Linked DNA regions of Mus musculus: all the other regions are linked to region 2. The links are chromatin contacts, called in public HiChIP or PLAC-seq and promoter capture Hi-C maps. All regions are on one chromosome and are shown on one strand. The core of a region is the stretch at or near the end of the contact, and the rest is flanking DNA. Distances in the headings are between cores, read along the strand shown. Region 1 has its middle 17 kb from the start of Bdkrb2. Region 2 overlaps Gm31829 (a long non-coding RNA gene). Region 3 holds the start of Bdkrb2 (bradykinin receptor, beta 2). Region 4 holds the start of AU015791 (expressed sequence AU015791).

Region 1 (5,478 bases), core at 1,216-3,715, 480 kb before region 2:
ACCTGCTCTAGAGAAGGCTTCCCACGGATTAGAAGCAATGCCCCCAAACTGGTGCATGCTAGGGCAAACCAGCCAGCCAGCCCATTTCCCCACAGCACAGGATTCTAAGCTGCCGTTCAGCAGAACCTATTATGTAGAATTTAGCATAAAGCTTCCTATAACTGTCATTGAGCCCTCAGAACATCTCTGTAAAATAGACGCTATATATTTATATTCTCCACTTTATATTGTGGAGAAACTGAGGTTCAGGGGGGGGGGGCAGAAAGTCACCTCAAGTCACAAATGTGCGAAGCAGTAGAGGCCATCCTCCTTGGGTCCTACAGGGACAGTACATGGGGACAGAAAGTGAGACTGAGGTTGCTGAGTCTGCAGCTTGGGGTTAGGGGCAGCTTCTTGGATGGTATCCAGACCTTCTGGGCTACACGGAGTTCTTGGAATGAGGTTGTCATCAGTATGTACATAGATGGCCAAGAGCCAGGAGCAGCTCAGTTGTCTGAGTTAGGGTGGCAGAGGTATGGGTTAGATGTTCCCTAACCCTGGGCCCTCTGGGAGAACAGCAAGTATTCTTGACCATTTTGCCACGTATCCAGCCCCATGGGGTATTTTGCTCCTACAATACCCCAGTAAAACAGCTGAGGGGAGGAATGGACTTATTTTAGTTCATGGTTTCATCATGCTGGGAAGGGCAGGGCCAAGCAGATTAGCTCATCGTCCTAGACAGGAAACAAAGTGGGCCAAGGCATGGTATAGCCTTCTAGGACACACTCCCAGTGACACTTCCTCCAACAGTCCCTGTCTCCCATAGTTCCAGTCCCCTTGTGACAGAACAACAGATTTTTGTACCCATTGATGGGTTGGATCATTGAGTAACTCGGAGCCCTAATGAGCTCATTGTCTCTGGAAACACCATCTGTGCTCAGATCCACCTCAAGGTGTGAGTTGACAACACCCTGAACATCTCTAATCAAGGCGACCATCCAGGTCAACCATCACAAAGTGGGTCAGATCCCAGAACACATGATTCTGAGACAGAAACTCACAAACACATTCTTCTGTGTCTGCCTGTCTCCTGTGAGAGGTACTCAGGCCACCCCTCTGAGGTAGCCAGTGGCAACACATGGCCACCAACTGCAGCTGGACGCACTTTTGCAGGAGGGACACTGACTGAATCACCAGCATGAGAGAGCATGCACTAGGCTGCGCTCCTTCCAAAGCAGACAGAGAGGGAGGGTTTGTGTGCAGGACATCAACTTAGGGGTGACCCTGTGGGAAATGGAGGGGCACGGAGAGACGCCAGGAAGGAGAAAGCTGTGTAAAAACATCTTCTGAATCTGAGATGGCCAGGGATGCTAGGAGCTGCCTAGCAACAGGACCTAGCAGGGAGGGAGTTAAACCATCTGAGAAATGTGGGCCAAGGGACTTACAGGAGGATGGTTTCTGCACTAGGATTTCCATAGAGCCTCTGTCCCCAGTGATTCTTTGCTGCACCCTGTGAGTGCCCCTAGGGATCATGAGCTGCAGCTGCTGGGATGCTCAGACAGGAAGTGAGGGACACCACAGCACAGCTCAGAGCCTGAGCAGAACAGAGCCCGGTCATGTCGGTGTTGGCTGCTTCAAGCAGGTGAGGCCAAATACCTGGGCCAAGTCCCTTTCAGGTTCTTGTCACCACCCCATGCATTTATTTCCTGGTGGCCTCTGTGGCTTTCTTCTCCTCGGGAGCTTTTCAGTGTTGGCTTCTGCTGCGGCTGTTGGCTCTTCTGAGACTCAAGTCCGAATTTTCCAGCCCACTTTCCAAAACGGATGGGTGGTTCCCCTCACCTGTGTGGAGCATCAGTGACCGATCTGCTAACCTGTGGGTCGAACTTCCCTTGGAAGGCTCAAGATGCCCGTTTTGACCTCTGGCAAACGTGATCTTAGAAACCGAATGGATCAGGGCACTCCTACTCATGGTCCCAGAGAGACAGAAGGCCTTTGCCGAGGGGGCAACTCTTGGGGAGGAGGACAGGGGTCACTAGACCTTAGCAGGTCCATGTCCTGAGCATGGTTTCTCCGTTGGAAGAGAGGCCAGGGTGAGGGGACTCAGTCTGTCTCTGACTCAGGCATGACGATTCCCACGTGGCTAGGAGCTGGAAAAACACTGGTATCATCAGACCAGATGAATTTCATCCCGGTGATGAAACAGAACTCAGACCCCAGGAAGCAGATGAATGCAAAGACTTTGATTCTCTCTCTCTCTCTCTCTCTTTTCTCCCTTCCCTCCTACTCTCTGTGTTTCTTTGCCTTTCTCTTCTTTTCTTCCTAGATCCTCGTTGGTTTTTCAAGGCCAAGATGCAGAAGAAGAAAGTGAGTGTGGACATCACACAGCCACAGGATTCCTGACATCCTTTGCCCAGTCACCAACTTCCCAGGGTAGCAACCCCGGGCCACAGAGGTTACACAGGCAATTATTATCAGTGAGTTTACTCACCTCTGCCAATAGAAAGCAAACAGGGAGGCTGGGATGAGACCCGGAAGCGTTGGGAATGAGGTGGGTGGGAGAAAGCGAAATCTGGGAGGGGCGGCAGCGCCTATGAGGGTGAAAGGTCACGGGTGGGGTTGCCGGTGTCGACAGCGTGCTTTCTGTAAGTCATCACTCAAGTTGAGCAATGTGGAGGAATTGATCTCAGTGTTAGCCATGCAATCAAAGTGTGTGGTCCAAGAAGGCAGAGCGCTCCCTCTGGACTCAATTAGAGGCACCCACGGGAATGACAAAAGACACCATCTGCTCAGTCTTTTAAGATGGAGCTCAACCTGCTGTGTGCCCCAGGCACAGGCAGGGGCTCCAGTGAAGCTGGCTTTCCTGGCTCTTTTACAGGAGATGTACAGTTTTGGGAGGGACAGGCTTCAAATGTGCGTGATTACAAAAGACTGTTGAGCCACTTCTGGGATAAGTGTGGCGTGAGATCGTGAAAGGAAGTGACACTCAGTTGCTGTCGTTAGAGCCAGGTTTATTTGAGGAGCAGTGGGGATAGATTTCCAGATGAAGCAGCTGTGCAAGGCCCCTGTGACCCGACTCCTGAGCAGCTCATGGGTGGATGAAAATAGCAGCTTGTCTATGAGAGCCAGAAGTTTAAAGCGAGATGTGTGGGGTCCAAGGGGTGTTACAACCAAATCTGGGTGCTCAAGTGAGGGAAAAGTGTCAAAAAGCGATGGAAAGGGACTTGGACTTTGTCCTAGGGGTCTGAGAGCTCTGACAGACCCAGAGGGTGGTGTGTGTGTGTGTGTGTGTACAGGGTTGTCTGTGTGCACACATGCATGCATGTGTGTGTGTGTGTGTGAAAGAGAGAGAGAGAGAGAGAGAGGGAGAGAGAGAGAGTCAGGGCTCTCTATAGAAACAGAACCAATTGTATGTGTGTGTGCATGTGTATGTACATATACATATACATACACATACACATACACATACACATACACATACACATACATATACACATACATATACATACATATACATACATATACATATGGAGGCTTATTGAAAGGAATTGGCTCATGACTGTAAAGGCCAACAAGTCTGAAATCTGTAGATGGGTCACCAGGCTGAAGACCTGGTTCAAAAGCTTCCTGCGACAGCATTCTGTCTTGCCCAGGGACCCTGGTGTTTTGTTCTATTGGGGCCGTCAGCTGATGGGACAAGTTCCACCCACATTACAGAGGGCAATGTGCTCTATTCAGAGCCTGCTGATTCCAAAGCTACTCACATTCAGGCTAACCTCACAGACACATCTCGGGTAATAGCAGACCACATAGCTGGGCGCCAACGCCTAGTCAAGTTGACCAGGACACTTAACATCAGAATGTTATCAGTGGAATGTGTCACATGATCAGAACTGCGTTTCTGGGACCTCATGGCTATGGTGGGAAGAATGTGTTGGTACAGGGCCATGTGGAGAAGTGGAGAAAGGAGTGGCCCCCAGGAGGGGTCGGGTGTCTGGAGTGAGGATGAGAGATGGAGAAGGACATCCTACTCTGACTGCCTCTAACGGAAGCACTTGCTGAAGAAATAGGAGCAGAGTGAGGATGCTAGGGTACTCAAGATGCTAGGGTACTCAAGATGCTAGGATACCCAGGATACTAGGGCACCCAGGATGCTAGGGTACTCAAGATGCTAGGGTACCAGGGATGCTAGGGTACTCAAGATACTAGGGTACCCAGGATGCTAGGGCACCCAGGATGCTAGGGTACCAGGGATGCTAGGGTATTCAAGATACTAGGGTACCCAGGATGCTAGGGTACCTGGGATGCTAGGGTACTAGGGATGCTAGGGTACCCAGGATACTAGGGCACCCAGGATGCTAGGGAACTCAAGATGCTAGGGCACCCGGGATACTATGGTACCCAGGATACTAGGGCACCCAGGATGCTAGGGTACTCAAGATGCTAGGGTACCCAGGATGCTAGGGTACCCGGGATGCTAGGGTACCAGGAATGCTAGGAAACCCAGGATGTTAGGGCACCCGGGATCCTAGGGTACCAGGGATGCTAGGATACCCAGGATGCTAGGGCACCAGGGATGCTAGGGTACCCAGGATGCTAGGGTACCCAGGATGCTAGGGTACCCAGGATGCTAGGGTAACCAGGATGCTAGGGTACCCAGAATGCAAGGGCACCCAGGTTACTAGGATACCTAGAATGCTAGGGTACTAGGGATATAGGGCACCTGGGGTACTAGGGTACCCAGGGATCCTCCATTTTGTGGATGCAGGGATGGGTGCAGGGAAGATTGAGTGAGGAGTCCAGATTCCCAGTGACACAGGAAAGCTACCGGTGCTGGTAACTAACTAAGCACATTACTCCATCACTGCGTGGGCCCTGTCCCATTTCCATAATGACAGAAGCTCCTCACTGAGCTTCCTGTCTCTTGAGTGGCTGGTGCGTTGGTAGAATGAATCATTATCTCCTGGTTTCTTTCCAGGACTCAGAACCACACCCATCCTGGCAGATTCCACAGAGCGCCTCCTTTACTAACACCGTCCTCGGTGACTTCTCTCTTCCCTCAAGTCCCACAAACAGTGTTTATTATCTAATTCAACAAATGGCTTGTTCATTCCTTGATTGTGCTTTAATTTTTAAAGGCTCACATTGAAGTGTTCTTTATGGGCAATTGATTTCACATATTTTATTTAAAAGGTACAGCTTGCCAGGAGCAGTCAGACTCAGCCAGGCTGCAGGAATAAGAACGTCTGCTCTTAGGCAGCAAAGGTTTATCTCTTGTTCGAATCACAGGGGTGTCCTTCTTCAAGCTGCGGGCTGGAGCCCCAGGTCTCTTCAGCTTTCCATTTTGTTTTTTACAATCGCCTTGGTCCATTTGGTCTTCATGGCAGTCTAGAAAGAGAGAAGGAGGATTCTTTGTGAAAGGCTTCAAGAAGTAGTCACGCTAGAAGCTGGAATCGCTTTCTCCTACATCAAAGCTGGTATCGCTTTCTCTTACATCTGATT
Region 2 (5,205 bases), core at 2,221-4,720:
TGGTGTTTTTATCACAGCAACAGAAAACAAACCATCCTGGTCTTCAGGGAACTCCCAGTCAGGGGGAACCTGGAGCCTGCTGTTCCTTGCAACCACATCACCTGGCACAGACCGAGGCCCCAGGTTGGTACAGAGAGAATGTGTAGAAAGGTCAGACGCTGGAACCTGAATGTGGCATTTACGCCACCACAATCCTTGGGTAATCAATAAATATTTGCTAAAGGTTACGTTGAAAAAGGCCATTATAAAGGCCTGGTGTGAGCTGAGATTTATCAGGACCTACAGAAGGCACGAAGGAGCTGGGCTAGAAGCCACAGCCAAAGCTTGTCACAGAGCAGACTGCCTCAAAGGGTGACATATACCCTCTCCTCTGGCCTTCCATCAGAGAGGCAAAAGTGACCTCATGAGCGCTTTCAGCTTTGGAGAGAAAAGGCAGACTCCCTACTACAGACACAAAAATATCTTTTATCTCAAAGGTGAGGTGTGATGACTTATTCTGGAGCTAAATATGAGGGACCATGGTCCAGGGGCACAGAGTCAGGTGACTCCAAATTCTATGTCCAATGCAGTGACAGCTTAATGTTCTTATAGAAGCCAAACAAGGGAACTCATAAATTATGGTGCCTTTAAAATAAAGTGATGGAAACACTGGGTAGGTCAGCTAAGGCAAAGAGACATCCCTGAGACCTCAGACACCACAGTATGGTGGGGAGCAGGTTGAGGATGAGTAGTGAGTCTGTCACAGGGACGGAGCTTTGTCCCGTTTGTCCCCTCTCTCATCACTCGAAAGCCAGGTCTCCGGAGATGAGCACTGGAAGGAGGAACCAGGTTTATTCAAGGCTAGGCCCCTGCGACGGTGGCAGGCCTATCCAAATCCTGGTTCTCAAACCAGGGGCCTTTACATGATAAATGTCCCTCACAGGCTCCAGTATTTGGATGCTTAGTCCCCAGCTGGTGGCACTGTTTGGAGAGGTTTAGAAGGCGTGGCCTTGCTGGAGGAAACATGTTACTAGGAGATGGACTTTGAGAGGAAAGAGCCTCGTCTACTTCCGGTCTGCTCTCTCTGTTCCATACTTAAGTTTGAAGATGCCGAGCTCTCCATTTCCTGTCCTCCTGCCGTGCCTGCCACTTCCTGCCATGACCACCCCCCCCACACACACACCCAATGATGGACTGTTCCCCATTCTAAAGCCACTAGCCCAGATAAGACCTTCCGTCTGTAAGTTGCCTTGGTCATGAGGTTTTATGACAGCCGCAGGAAAGCAACTAGTACCACTACCCCCAAAGATCTATCTTGGGGAAGTCAGGTTTATAAAGAGGGAAGAGAGTGTAAGAGACGATGAGCAGAAACCTATGTGCTCAGTGGTGTCCCCTTTTCCCTCACTCTGGCCTAACAGCACAACTGACCTTCAGCTCCTGTGGCTGGTTCCAGCTCTGAGTCTGGATTCACCAGGAGAGTCCTGGGGAGAGAAATGACACAGGTCTGAGCTCTGGGTACTAGGGGCAACTCTGCCACAAGAGGTCAGGCAAACAGGAGAAAGGTGTCACTTTTCACCAAGTTAGACTTCACGGAAGTTGATGTCATTTGTGTTGGTCATTGCACAGACTGAGGACTAAGGGTGGTCACCACACATTCTGACGCTGCTTTGTGAGGGTCACAAGATGCTCCGGGGTTGTGGATCACAACAGTATTAAGGAGCTAAGGAAGGGAGACAGCTTTGCAAAGGACAAGTCTCAAAAGCGCAGCTGCTGTGGCATGCACACTTTCTTCAGAAGTCACAGTGCTGTCCAGTGCTTGACACTTGCATGGCAGAGGACAGAGACAGGACCCTGTGGCTCCAGACAGGCAGGAGGAGATTGCTGACTGCACAGCCTTGGGTTGGGGGGCATTGACCAATCCCTGAAGCTGCTTTCTCTCTCCCTTCGGGAGTGAATAAACAGTCAGGGAGGCTGGGTAGAGCTTTCCTGCCCCTGGGGGAAAGTGTGTGTGAAAATAAGGCTATCTACAACAAGCTTAAATATCACCTGGAGCAGAGATGGAGACAGCTAGAAAGATGTCTGCCTCTGCAGTTAAGAGCCTTGCTCTTCCAGAAGATCTGAGATCAACTTCCAGCACCCACATAGCATCTGTTATGTTAGCTTCTGTTACACAGAAGTATCTGTAACCCCAGTTCCAGGGGATGCGACACCCGCTCCAGCCGCCAGGCACACATGCAAGAAAAACACCCATACTTATGTAAAATGAAATAAAAATTATTGTTTCTAAAAAGGCCCTGTGACCAGACCACACAGGTCCGTTGGAGCCATCAGAGAGGCAATGGGACCAGGATTGTACCAATCGGGAAGACTACAGTGTATACACACACACACACACACACACACACACACACACACACACACACACACAGAGGCGGGTAATCTGGATGGACGAGGGCAGTGTGTGAAAAAGAGCAGAACCATTAAGATTGCACAATCCTGCCCGGCTTCTTACTCAGCCGCCTGTCTGGAGCCTGAACCCGGCTCTGCCTGTTGGGGGCGCTGTGACTTGTGTGATTGACATCAGAGTGGATGGTGTGAGCCCTGTGGGGCTGCATTGGGGTTTATTTGGCATACAGCCGCGTGAGCAGGATGCTATTACAGCGGTATAATTGGTTTCTCAAAGGTGATTTACTCCTCTTGTTAGCAGACTGGAGTGGTTGAGGATTTCAATCTACTAACATTTAGATTGCCTCAGGAGGGAGGCCAGCGAGTCCTGCCTGCAACACATTTTAAATGCCCTGCAGCCAGCTTCCCCGCTGCAGATTCTGGGCGGAATGCTAATGGGTCCCGATTCCATCCCAATGACCTTAGCTGGGGTAGCAGAAGCTAGACCTTGTCCTCCACCTCAGAGAAAATGGGGGTATAGCTCTCTGCAAGGTGAGCATGACCTGTTTACTCGTGTACCCTGGAATCAATCCTGCAGCCCAGCACACAAGTGACCCTTGAGATTGGACGGTAGGTTAGCCGGTGCGTGCGCGCATGCGCGCTCGCCCCTTCACTTACCCACCCACTTGCCACAATGGAATTGTAAAACCCTTTGGGGTAGGTGGGAAATGAGAAAAGGCAGAGAGAAGACAAAGGAAACAATCTGTGACTCAAGGCGTCTGTGTTCTGGGGCTGTGTGATCTGTAAACTAGCACTGATGAGACAGGAGTAGATGAGCTGGAAGCATCGATGAGAAAGATCAGAAAGCGCCAAGCGGCAGACCATGCCAGAACAAAACCAGATCCACTGGGGTCCTCGACGGTCCCTGCACAGGCCTGACACGCCCGCTACCCCATAGATGCAAAGCGGTGCTGGGTCAGCTGGTTCTGAAAAGTTTCTACTGAGGGAATTCCTAGCGTTTCAAAATTTGAAAGTAGGGTCGGAGATACAGCTCTGCTGGTAGTGCCTGGCTAGCCTGTTCTATCCCCATCGCTGGGTGTGGTGGCACACCCTGAAATCCCAGTCCTAGGGAGGTTGAAGCAAGATTAGAAATTCAAGATCACTCCCAAGTGTGTAGGAAACTTGGCACCAGCTTGGAGTACATGAAGCCACCAGGGGTGGTTGGGAGCCTTAAAGTTCTAAAGAGGAGTTTGCATTCTAGAATAGGGCAGGCCTTGTCCATGGGACACTGTCCTTGTTCCTCTGGAGTGAAGCCACACCTGAGCTTGTTGGCTGGAATCTAACATGGACTGTCCCCTGTTCCCAGGGTACCTAAGAGCCAAAAACAGGTATAGATGCTTCAGATCAAGTTCATAGCTCTGGCCTTGGCCTAACTCAGGCTCTGAGCAGAGTCGCCCCTGTCATGGCAGAAAAGTAACTTTTTGTTCAATCTGATTTTAAATTACCCAGTGTATAAAATTGGGGTTGATCAAATTCCTAGACTTGGGAACTATAAATGGGTTCCTGGGGGTTGAGAGACAAATTCCATTTTGTGGGTGGGGCTAGAGCATCTGCTGGAGGCCAGTCTCCAGAAGCTAGTGAGGGACTCTGTGCAGGAAGAAACAGCTCTGGGCCCGGAAGAACCAGACAAGAGCCTGGCAGAAAAGGATGGGATCAAAGGCATGGGGCTGTGCCTGGCTTTTACATGGGTTGGGGCGGGGGAGGTCCAAACTTATGTCCTCACACTTGAAAATGACTAGGCCTGAACACAGCCCAAGGAACAGGCTTTCTGGACATTCCAGTTCTCTGTCCTTTAACCTCCAGCAAGTCTACACGTTCAAGAGGATTTTTGGTTTTGTTTGTTTGTTTCTGAGACATGATTTCTCTATATATACATTAAGCTATTTTTGTAACTCATAATCCTCCTGCCTCCACTTCCTGGATGTTGAAATTACAGGGCTATACCACCATGGCCAGATAAAAATGGTCTTTAAAGTTCTATTCGGGACCACAAGTAGGAGTTAGTTAAGTTCTGGGGAGTTCCTGTCTAGCCTCCATCCCGGAAGGACCGTGTTCACATCGTCAAGGTCACATGGAGTGACAGGGGTGGTTAGTGGCAAAGACCACTGAAGACTCCTCAGAGAGCCCCTGGTAGTGGCTGGCAGATGATAAGAACAGAGGAGACGGCTCCCTAGCTGTTCTGGTTCCTGAGGTGGCGACACCTTGGGAACATGCTGCTATGTGCTGCTGAAACAAAATGCCCGATAGACAAGGGACCAGCGGTCTAATTCATGTCCTTGCATTTGGCTGCCCCTGGCTGCCATGTGCGTCCCAATAGGTGACTTCATCCTGCCCAGGACAAGGATGGTGGAGTTCGTGCCATCTCTACACTACTCCAGAGAAAGCTAACATCCAAGGTCTCCTTGGCTGGGCCTCCCAGAGGCTCCAAGGGAAGACTCAACAGCCATATTTGCTTTCTTAATAGCCTTGAACCCCTACTGCCCTCTGCCAACCTTGGCGGCAGAAGAAAACTCAGAACATAGGAGTGAGGTCCCTGATGGACCTCTTGGCCTTCCTCCTTTCTCCAGTTCTCAGACCCTGATGCTTTCTCTCTTTTCCTTCTCAGATTCCCACTCCCTGACCCCCATCACCCTGGTGGCCTGTCCTCTCCCGCACTGCCCACCAGGATACTTAGGAGCCTCCAGGCTTTTAGCCATGATTTGTTAAGGAAATAGACAGAGGAGTCTCAATCCTCACAAACTCCTCTAAGCTTTCAAAGCCAGGGCTTCCTCTGCCTCTCTG
Region 3 (5,060 bases), core at 2,098-4,597, 500 kb before region 2:
CCTGGTTGTTCTTCAACTGTGTAGCTGCAGCACCTTTTCCTTCCTCACCTTCTTTGTGACTGGCCTTCCAGAGGCACTGCTGTGGGAGACTAGGGCTGTCCCTGAGTGCTCCAGACTCTCATGGGGGTTTCCAATTTGAATTTTTAGGTAGTTTCTGATCCAGGTGCTATTTATAGTGGAAAGAGCCAAGGCTCTGAGAGCTAATGGCTTGCCCTAGGCAGGGTGGTGGGGGAGGAGGGATTCTATTCTAGCTTACCTTCAGAAAAACAGTGAAAAGAAGAGAGGAGAGAAAAGGAGGAGAGAGGAGGAAGGGGAGAGGAGGGGGGAGGAAGAGAGGAGGGGAGAGGAGAAGAGAAGAGGGGAGGGGAGGGAGAGAAGGGGAGGGGAGAGGAGAAGAGGGGAGGGAGAGAAGAGGGGAGGGGAGAAGAGAGGAAGGGAGAGGAGGGGAAGGGAGGGGAGGGGAAGAAGGGGAGGGGAGAAGAGAGGAGGGGAGAGGAGGGGGAGAAAGGGAGGGGAGAGGAAGAGAGGAAGGGAGGGAAGAGAAGGAGAGAGGAGGGAAGGGGAGAGGAGAAGAGAAGACAGGAGGGGAGAGGGAGAAAAGGAGGGGGAGGGGGAGAAGGGGAAGGGAGAAGATAGGAGGGGAGGAGAGGAAGAGAGGAGGGGGGATCTCCTTCTCAGTGGTGTTCCCTCTAGTCTGTACTCTAAGGAGCTGTGCAGGGCTCCTCTGAAGTGGGGACACTTGTCCGTATCACAGGCAAGTGAGCAGAGACTCAGAGTCTCTCGATCCGTACGTGGCACCCTTGAGGTCTGGACCCAATGTCCCGCTTGTCCCTCTCACTGTGACCTCTGACAAAGTGGTGGGGTCTCTAGGGTTCCACTTTTTTTTTTTTTTTTGGCCTCCAGAGTCTCAGAGACCCCACCTTGGTGACAGAATCATCGAGAGATGGATTGTTCAGTTTGCTGTGGAATGCAGCTCTGGGTGTGTGTCTTGGGTGTAGGCTCCCCAGAAAATCAGGAAAGCTTACCATGTGACCCCTTTCTCAGAGGGCAGGTGAAGGGCCGAGGACATTCCGGCCAAGGAGAGCTGACTCATACAGCTCATAACAACAGTACATATGCTGTGGCTCTGGGGAAGCTGGTTACCACCACATGAGGAGAGGATCGCTGGCTTAGAGCCCTCCTGTGATGGACCAGACCATGGGCAACAACCATCTTCCTGATCCTGAGATGCACACTGGCCCCAGCATGCACACCAAGGCAATTGTTTATGGTTGGGGATTCCTGGGCCAAGGACCACGTGCTGCAAGTGATCACTAGAGTCTCTGGTGTCAGTGGGTTCTTATGCCTTGACCCACGGCCTTTGACTTCTTAAAGCAAAACACAGACCCACCTGATCCACGAGCTTTCCCTGAGAACAGCTCTAGGTTCACAGAAAACGAAAGGGGAAAGTTCAAAGGGTTCTCATCTAACCCACCCCATCCCTCCTGACCCTATGTGTATCATCATAGACTTTATGCGCTTTCTCCAGCATGTCACGGGGTGCTCACAATGTCAGCTTCCCAAACCAGCTGCTTTAACTTGACATCAGGCCGTGTGTTCTCAGTGCTCTCAGTGTGAGCACTGCAGCTGTCCATTCAGCAAACCTTTATTCATGTATTCAGCAAATAGCGGCTATGGGGCCCAGTTCTAAAGCAGTCAACTGTCCATCCCATGATTGAGATATAGAGGTGCGGGTCCCACCTTCATTCTGGAAGCCGAGCCCCCTTGGCAATCTATATGACTCTCCCTCGACCCATGTGGTCCCTTACAGGCCACACCTGAGCAGCAGAGAAGGGTAGCCCTAATGTCACTCTAAGACACCCTGAAATTCTTGTCCAGCCAGTCACTGTGTTAGCAGAAGTCAGACGGTCCAGTTATTCTGGGTTTGATCCCGTTTGCTTGGAGCAGCATCCTTACACAGGCTCAGTCAATCCATCTTTTCATTTTTTTAAAGGTGACACAGCCCGCCTCCCATGAAGTTATGGGAGTCCCTTGGCAATGTAAGAAGGACTTGGTGAAGTTGTGACCTTCTCCAGACTCAGTTTCCCCATCTGTGCTGGGGGCCTTGCAGGGTGTGATTACAGGGGATTTTTCTTTCCCCCCTAACACATCAAGCGGCAGTGCGCAAGTTCAGGATAGAGCTGTCATGGACTCCTAGGGTCCACTGCCAGGCAAGCACAGGAGTTTTTCCACTTTTAATATTTTCTCCAGCCCCCCTTTCCTGCCTGCCCCTGCCCCGATCCAAGCGGAGGAAAACAGCAAACTCCGCTCCCGAGTCTCACAACTGTGGGGGTGTTCCCAACACCCACACTGCTGTTAGGGCACAGCGGGGGACCAGATTCTCTACAAGCCCTTCTCTGACACAGAAGGGCCAGGAGTTGTGTCTGGCATGGCACCACACCCACACTCGGCAGAGCTCCTGCTTCCTGTGGAGGGCTGGAGAGAGCCACAGGCAGCCTGTGACTCAGGAAGGCGCATTCTAACCTGCCTAACCCGCGAGCATCACTGCTGCACCCAACACAGAGGCCACGGAGCTACCAACCAGCAACCTGGGTAACGCAAATTGCACACGTGGCGCGCCGCGCCGCCGTGGGGAGATCGCATTTCTGTCTGCATTAAAAGGAGCCGCCGAGTCTTCTTTGTGGCCCTGGTCCCGAGATATAAAATCTTCGCCAACTATGTTACCCATGGGGTAAAAGCGGAGCTGCGATTTGAACCCAAGACAACACACCAAGCTCACCCATAAGCACTACCTTGATGGAAGAACAGGGCAGGGGACACTAAGTATTTGTGGATTAAAGCTGCCACCACTGGCCCAGATGAGGCGCAACAGACAAAGTCTCCTTTCTGTATTAATCTCCGCCAAACACTTTGCAGACAGAGAAAACAAGGCCTAGAGACGTGACAGCGACTCTCCGGGGGTCACAAAATACCATCAGTGGCTCAGTGAATAAAAAGCCGGACTCTGGACACCTGTCCTGCTGCCTGGCGCTCACTCCTTTAGCCCATGGTGTCTACATGAAACCTATAAAACTCAAACCACTGGTCGCTCACAGGGAAAAGATGAGCTGGAACAGGCAAGGCAAACCCCCTGCCTGTAAGCATCTGTAATCCTTCCTCGCTTCATTTCTCAGACCTAGGGGAGGAAGGAATCTTCCTCCAGTTCCCCGAGACTCAATTTCAGCTGGGATAGTTGCGCTCTCCATTAACGAGCCCATGCCGGAAACTCACCTTTTCTCAAGCGAGCCGGTTCTGTGTTGTAGGGAGTCCCTCGGTCCAGGTTCAGCGGCTGCCTGACACGCCTTCCCAACAGCCCTACTATCCACTCCCCTGAGGAGCGAAGCTGGAGTGGCACGGGGAACAGCTCATCTTTCAAGGGCTGGCCGGTGATGTCATCACTCTCCTGGGCACCTCCCCCCTCCACCTCTAGTCCAGATCAGCTCCAGGCTCCCTCCGGGATCAGCAGCAGTTCTTAGCGGTGGTGCTTTTGGACCTCCTAGCTGCGGAGGCCAAATCAGGATGGCCACAGGTTGTCCCCCGTGGGTGCAGACCATGGTCGGGTCCCGGAGCCTAGGCTGGTAAATGTTTCCCCTGCAGCTCGAACAGCCACGGAGACCACGTGAATGCCTGTGTTTAACACAACACTGTTTACCGTGACAGGGTCTCCTGAAGTGATTGTTTTGCTCCTGAGTTTTAGGTGCAAACAGTGGGCATTTACAGAGGATGTAAATAGAAGGCAGCCAGTTGGGATGGAGGGTTTCTGAACGTGTTTTTTATTTTGCTTTGGCCGTGCACAACTCCCAGGGGTGCTGAGGCAGAAACTAGGATACAACTCAGACAAGGGACACACTGCTGGCCAAGTCCTTGAGTGAGCTGTGTGCTGGCCCCTGCCAGATACGGGACTTCCTCTGGGGAATTTAGAAGCAGTTTCTTCCTCTCCTTCTAAGCTCTGTCTTTTTTCATTTTCTTTGAAGATCTGCTAAAGACCCATTGCGCTTTCCTCTCCAGATGAGAGGAGGATGCAGGGAAGATCAGAGACCAGTCCAGAGAGAGCCTAGGGTTCCAGGAATGCACACAGACAGAGCTCCAGCAGCTGTCCCCCTGTCCCTGACCAAATAGGGATGGGGCAGCGGCAGAGGTCGTGAATCCAACCCTGTCTTGGCTTCAGACTGACTGAAATGAGTCAAAGCTCTTGTGACCTGAGTGTCCCATTGCCCCATCTGCACCTCTGGCCTGTCTGACCACAGGGAGCTTCCGAGGCATGGGACCTCTGGTCCACTTGGGTGAGTGAGCCTGTGATCTGGCTAAGATGATGCTGTGTGCCTACCCACTCGTGCAGGGGAAACCACCACAGCCCTGAAGGGTCACAAGGGAAGGGTCCTTCATGAGCTTTGCAGAGCAGACAGAAGCTGAGTGGTGATTCACAGAAACCAAGGCTGCAGGGTCTAGAGTCAGAGGTCTGCTTAGCTCTCCATATTGGGAAGCAGACTCAAAACCAAGAACAATGCCCCCCCTCCCCCAAAGCCCCACTATCTTGCCCTCATTCTGTAGAGTGCTGGTTGGTCTGGAGTGACAGACTCCGTTCACGTTCCAAACTCTTTTCTTGCTGGGTTTTCTGATGGGAAGCACTTGACCTTTTCACCTCGAAGCCAGATCCTCAGCAGCTCGGAAGAGTCCTATACCACGAGAACATCAGAGTTGATAATTCCCAGGTTAGCTAGCCCCATCTGTCACCCCGACAGAAGCTGCCCCTACTGGTCTGACTTGCTGTCGTGAACGCTAGTGTGGCACTGGAAGAAGTCTTCTCTTGTAAGTCACCTGGAGTTATGTTGTTGTGTCCAGCTGTCAGACGAATCTAGAAAACTTATAGACACCCACACCCCTGTTTATTGACACTAATAATGAACTGTTCCTCCAGCTAGCCACCTATGTCTTTATGCCACTCCCTGCCTCCTTCCTCTCTTCCTCCTCCTCTCCCTCCTTCCTCCCCACTTCTCTCTCCTCTCTCCTTTCTCCACTGT
Region 4 (5,080 bases), core at 2,049-4,548, 450 kb before region 2:
GAAGGAAGGAAGGAAGGAAGAAAGAAAGAAAGAAAGAAAGAAAGAAAGAAAGAAAGAAAGAAAGAAAGAAAGAAAGAAAGGAGGAAAATCGAGTTTCATCCAGGCATGGTGGCTCATGATTTACAAAAAACAAAACAAAACTTCAGAATGGAGATGAGATTTCAAGATAGGTTTTCAGAGGAGAGTGGTCCTATTCAAACCATAGCAACCTCTTTTCTTTATAAACTACTCAGACTCAAGTGATCTGTTAGAGTAGCAGAAACAGTGCTTCCTTCTCTCTTCTCTGCTTTCTTGTACACCACATCTCATCAGGGCTCTTCGCAGTGCTCATGCCTAACCTTGGGCACTTTCTATCTCCACCGTCTCCAACCGACCCATCCCTACCTGTTCTGAGGATTCTGCCTGTACGATGTCTTGAAAGTTTGTCTGTGTGAAGACTGGCTCAGCCATATGGCAACTGCTTTTCACAAGCAGGTGAGTTACCTTTTCTGTGCCTCAGTTTCTCCATCTGTGAAGTGACGCTGAAACTTGTTACACTAGCAATTGTTAATAAAATTCCCCATATTCCCTCCAGAGCTGTCTTGGCTTGGGTATAAGCTATGTGGTTAGACCAGCTTGTGTCGATAGTAGGGTGCCTCCCCAAGGTTCCCTGCAACTGAGAAAAATCTCTTTTATCTTGCTCATTAACATGAATAAAAGCCTTCACTTTCAGGACTTCATTTTGACCATGGTCCCAGACATCCTTCCCTGGGCAATGCCTATCTTCTGTCACCCACTTTGTTCCACCCAGTGCCCAGGGGGAAGTCACAGCTGGTGACTAGCTAACTAGGGATGTGAAATCCATACACCCTTGTTTCAATTTGGATCATCCCCAAAGATCCTAGCTCTAGAAGAAGATTATGAGAAGTCTCAGTGGCTGTATATTGGGGTCAGCTTTACACCCCCCCCACACTTTTAGCATCCTTCTTTACTGAAGCAGATTTGCCCAGGATCCCCTTTGAGTCCTGAGCCACTGTCATCCTGAGCCACGTCCTGGGGATCTGAGGCCTGAGCTGTAGCAGTTGTGGTGGTCAGGACTCCCCAGCAGGAGCGGAAGCAGCCTGAGGGTGGGGCTGGATGGTGCTGAACTTGGATTGTGTGTGACTTGCTGTGCTGGCTTTGGAGAAGGGCACAGACTTTTCTCCTGTAAGCTGTGGGGACGGATCTGGACTGACCTGAAGTCTGAGATGGCTACTAATCTGGTAAACTGCCGAAGAGGCAAGTGGGAGGGCAGGCTAGGGGGTCACCTCCACCTCCTGCACCAAAGGAAGATGATGCCCAGAGTAGATGGGGGGGGGTCACAGCGAGTGGGCACCAGTGTCTTTGCATGGGAGTGTGATGTGCGCTGCTGTCTGCACTACCAGGAGACTCAGCTGAAGAGAACCAAGCCTTAAGGGTGTTGTCATCTTGAGTGACAAATTTGCATAGCTCCAGCCATTCCATTTACAAACACAATGCCCTTACTTTTATTTTTTTTTAATTTGATACAGGGAGTGGGGGGTGCAGCTTAGTGAGCACGTACTTAGGAAGCATGCGATCACAAGTCACTTTCCAGCACTGGCCAGAAACAAAACCCGGATATGTTCAATCAAATTTGTGCTAATGACATCATATTTTGACCCTCCCCATATTTATTAAACACTAAGTACAAACACCAGTGGAAAGAAGAAAGCCTGCCAGAGCCTGGATTGTTTTGAATTTTGCTCTGAAGCAGAGCCCCACATTTTCACCCACAAGAGATACAGCAGTTCAAAGATAGATCTGGCTGCAGAAGAGCTGCCAGGTTCTCTGGACTGCACAGGACTGAATGGGGACCAGAAAGGTAGGTTCAAAGGAGACAGATCCGGTGCGGACACAGAGCCTCCTCTGAGGATCTGAGGACCACGGAATGAGCGTTGAAGACTTAAATGGCGTGCTTCTGGTTCTGGAAGGTTCCAAGTACTAATTAGAAAATGCCTCTCTGAGAGACAGTCGAAGGAGCTCTTCCAATTGCTATTTGATCGGGAGGCCAAGGTCACAGATAATCTCAAAGATGCTGCTTAGGACTAATAATTCCAAAACTTTTCATTACAGGAAGACAGGTCCCTTCTCAGAATATTCCCTGCGAGATTATTCCAGCATGCAGAGCTTCCCAGATTATAGGGAGAAAATACTGCAAACGCAGCAACAATTATGTGACACCCCCGCCCACTCCATCCACCCCCACACCTGAGAGCCACTCCACACAGACTCACTTGTATTCCCGAAGCAGATCACAGGCAGATTATAAATAAAACCTGCCAGGGGCACCGTGTCCGTGTCAAGTTTTATGGGCGACCACGCTTGGGGCTGAGTGAACCGTCCTGCTCAGTGTGATGCATCCTTGGGAATTCCAGTTTGGGGCGTGGCTGTTGCAGAGAAATGTGTGCTCTCAGAACACCACACCAACTTGAAGAAAGAAAGTCCAACAATATGTGGACTTGGGGTATCTTACATTTCACAGTCTATAAGGAGAAGCAGCAGCCACGCTGTGCACTGGACCTGAGGGACACATGGGACCCAGCGCCTATTTGATACTCACCCCACCCTCCTTGGCAAGAGGAAACTGAGGCTCACGTATAACCAAAGGCACAGTGCCTTCGTGGAACCCCAGGATCTGCATTCAAACAGCAAGTTTTCTGTGTAACCTGGAAAGCCCAGGGAACATAGCACACAGCACCTGAACATGTCACATGTCACCTTAGAACCCTGCTCTGAGCTTCTTCCTTATATGATGGTGTGTGACCAAGACCCCGAGCCTGCCCTGAACTCCAGCTTTAGTCTGCTGCCCCACCTTTCCCTTGGTACCAGACACCAGTCTTGTCCACAGTGACTACCCGTCACAGCAGGGCTGGGGAATATTCTGTCTAGTTGGTGTCCACTTGTTACCCAGGATAGGAACCTCCGCTGAGGGTCCTCTGCTTCAGGTCCTGCCTCCAGATTCCTGTCTTGGCTTCCTTCAGTGATGACTACCATTTGGAGCTGTAAGATGAAGAAAAACAAAACAAAACAAAACAAAACAAAACAAAACAAAACAGCCACTCCCCACACCCAACCCCAAGTTGCTTCTGGTCAGGGTTTTATCCAAGTAACAGGGAAGCCAAACCGAACAGGAGCTGCTGTCCCAGAAGGTGTCCGTGAACCCCAAAAGATCACCAGGAAGCCGACTCCGATGCAATCACACTAGGGTCTTTAGTTACAAGTGTGAGCTTGGGTTATATCACCCTCTCTGATGCAGCAGAACAGGAGGGTGCAGCCCTGAGCTCTCAGCGGGACAAGGCTTTATAGGAAATGACCAGCAAGAGGGAGGAGATCAGCCTAGCAAGTGTCTAATTTTATGACTATTGTAAGCCAACAGGTGGGTGCTCTGAAGCAAAACCGTGAACAATCACAAATGGTCTGTAAGTACATCTGAAACAATCAGACTAATCTCTGATTGACTCTTTCGAGGAAATAGCTAGGGAGTAACTCTGGGGTATGGGCCAAGGACAAAGCACAGGGTCTTTCCTGTGCTTGGTTACAGCTTGGGTTTAGCTGCAGGTCAATTTCTAGGGCTTTTTTTTTTTTTTTAAATTGAACTCAGGACCTCTGCTCACTCTGGTCCAAGGATTTATTTATTATATGTAAGTACACTAGCTGTCTTTAGACACACCAGAAGAGGGTGTCAGATCTCATTATGGATGGTTGTGAGCCACGATGTGGTTGCTGGGATTTGAACTCAGGACCTTTGGAAGAGCAATCAGTGCTCTTAATCACTAAGCCATCTCTCCAGCCCTTCAGGCTTTTTTCTTTTTTTTAAAGATAGAGTCCGGTCCCCAGATGGAGTAGGTTTGGCTTCTGTGAGCCATCTCCAGTAGCAGGGGTCAGAGACTGTGCTCACATGGAACTGCAGAAGAGGCACACTAAGAAACCCATCACCCTTGAAACCAGTCACCACATCTACAACGAAGACTGTGGCTGTGCAACTGAGAGAAGCCAAGAGTCCCTGAGCACCTGCGTGCCCACAGTTTCCATTTCCGAGTGCCACAGTTACCTGGTACTGGGATTCAAATATCCCACCCAAGGTCAGGCTCTTCCCACAGACGGGTGGAGGGTACCCTAGCCCTTCAGGGGAGCGCTGTGATTGGACAGTGTAAGACCCACTCCATTTACTTAGGGATGAGAGACACAAGACTCATTCAAGTTTGGAGGTGCAACATTGTATAGCTTTAGTTACAGACATGAGCTCCCAGCGGCAGCCCCTTCTGGCCTGTGTGGTCACTTCCTCCCTTTGTCAATGTATATGTGGACATTTCCAGGCTCCTCATTTCCCACGCCCACACCTTAGCCACACCCACTTCCAGGCTGGGCAATCACCACCCAACTGGTCACTGCTTTGAGTGAGCACTGCCCGACTGCTTTGCCTACCCCTTGCTGAGATCTCAGAAACAAGAAAGCTTCCTTGGTAGCCGGGTGCACCGCATCTGTCACAGCTCCAAGTTGACTTGTTTTGGCAACAGTCTGATAAAGTTTCTAAATATGGTGGAGGAGGGGGTTTCCATGGATCCAGTTGTATCTGGGATTGCAATACAGGAACTGGTTGCCTGAATGTTCAGCATGTGTAGAGAGGGCGTCTCCCCTTCTCTTTCTTGTGAAACTGCCACGACCACCACATATGTCCTGGATGAATCCAGGAAAGAGAGCCCGCATTGCCTTAGCTCTTCGGGAATGGCCTGTGTGGGCGTTTTTTCTGCTCTTTGTTTCCTGACCCGCTGTGGATCAGAGGGTAGGTAATATATCCTGGAGACAGTCTCAGCCCTCCCACACTGCCCAACGGACATGGACTTCGAGTCTGTTTAGAAATTATGTCACATTTGGAATTGCCTCAGAAGCATCTGCTGCGTGAGGACTTCCTGTCTCATCATGAGCTCATCTTCTCAGGCTATAAAATTGCAGGGGGGAAGAGTAAATCACATATCGTAAGACTTTGGAAATGCCTGAAGATGAAAATCGAGGTTTTGTTGTGAAAACTGCTTGAAATTGG

The links. Promoter capture Hi-C pulls out the DNA fragments that hold promoters and counts their contacts. HiChIP or PLAC-seq counts read pairs in DNA pulled down with a chosen protein or histone mark.
Region 1: an H3K27ac HiChIP or PLAC-seq map of embryonic stem cells shows a contact between it and region 2, with 2.8 times the contacts expected there. The contact joins two enhancer-like sites. A contact is called at or near these places in 2 of 115 datasets of contacts at active chromatin or transcription factors (embryonic stem cells and stem cell-derived neural progenitor cells).
Region 3: a promoter capture Hi-C map of embryonic stem cells shows a contact between it and region 2, with 2.4 times the contacts expected there. The contact joins the promoter of Bdkrb2 here to the enhancer-like site in region 2. A contact is called at or near these places in 7 of 39 promoter capture datasets (HPC-7-derived erythroid cells, cranial neural crest, embryonic stem cells and 3 more) and 3 of 115 datasets of contacts at active chromatin or transcription factors (embryonic forebrain, embryonic stem cells and stem cell-derived neural progenitor cells).
Region 4: an H3K4me3 HiChIP or PLAC-seq map of embryonic stem cells shows a contact between it and region 2, with 17 read pairs. The contact joins the promoter of AU015791 here to the enhancer-like site in region 2. A contact is called at or near these places in 1 of 15 datasets of contacts at CTCF or cohesin (embryonic stem cells), 6 of 484 Hi-C or Micro-C datasets (embryonic stem cells and stem cell-derived neural progenitor cells) and 2 of 115 datasets of contacts at active chromatin or transcription factors (embryonic stem cells and stem cell-derived neural progenitor cells).

The regions. Positions count from the first base shown.
Region 1 is chr12:105,543,383-105,548,860 of GRCm38.p6, reverse strand. No RefSeq gene overlaps it. Among named protein-coding and RNA genes, the nearest start is that of Bdkrb2, 17 kb to the left of the region's middle. Within about 2 kb of position 2,465, at least 42 of the 459 cell types and tissues checked have an H3K27ac peak or open chromatin away from gene starts, as enhancers often do. A contact at or near this core is called in embryonic stem cells, where this site is marked.
Region 2 is chr12:105,061,301-105,066,505 of GRCm38.p6, reverse strand. The region is part of intron 2 of Gm31829 (a long non-coding RNA gene); the gene reads left to right. Among named protein-coding and RNA genes, the nearest start is that of Gm31884, 16 kb to the right of the region's middle. Within about 2 kb of position 3,470, at least 8 of the 459 cell types and tissues checked have an H3K27ac peak or open chromatin away from gene starts, as enhancers often do. A contact at or near this core is called in embryonic stem cells, where this site is marked.
Region 3 is chr12:105,561,459-105,566,518 of GRCm38.p6, reverse strand. It overlaps Bdkrb2 (bradykinin receptor, beta 2), which reads right to left and starts at 3,347. Exons shown (of 3, transcript NM_009747.2): 1 at 3,271-3,347.
Region 4 is chr12:105,511,651-105,516,730 of GRCm38.p6, reverse strand. It overlaps AU015791 (expressed sequence AU015791), which reads right to left and starts at 3,298. Exons shown (of 5, transcript NR_102381.1): 1 at 3,164-3,298; 2 at 2,960-3,039; 3 at 2,600-2,705; 4 at 2,274-2,426; 5 at 1,482-1,980. It overlaps Gm40565 (a long non-coding RNA gene), which reads left to right. Exons shown (of 3, transcript XR_872958.2): 2 at 313-474; 3 at 2,113-2,319.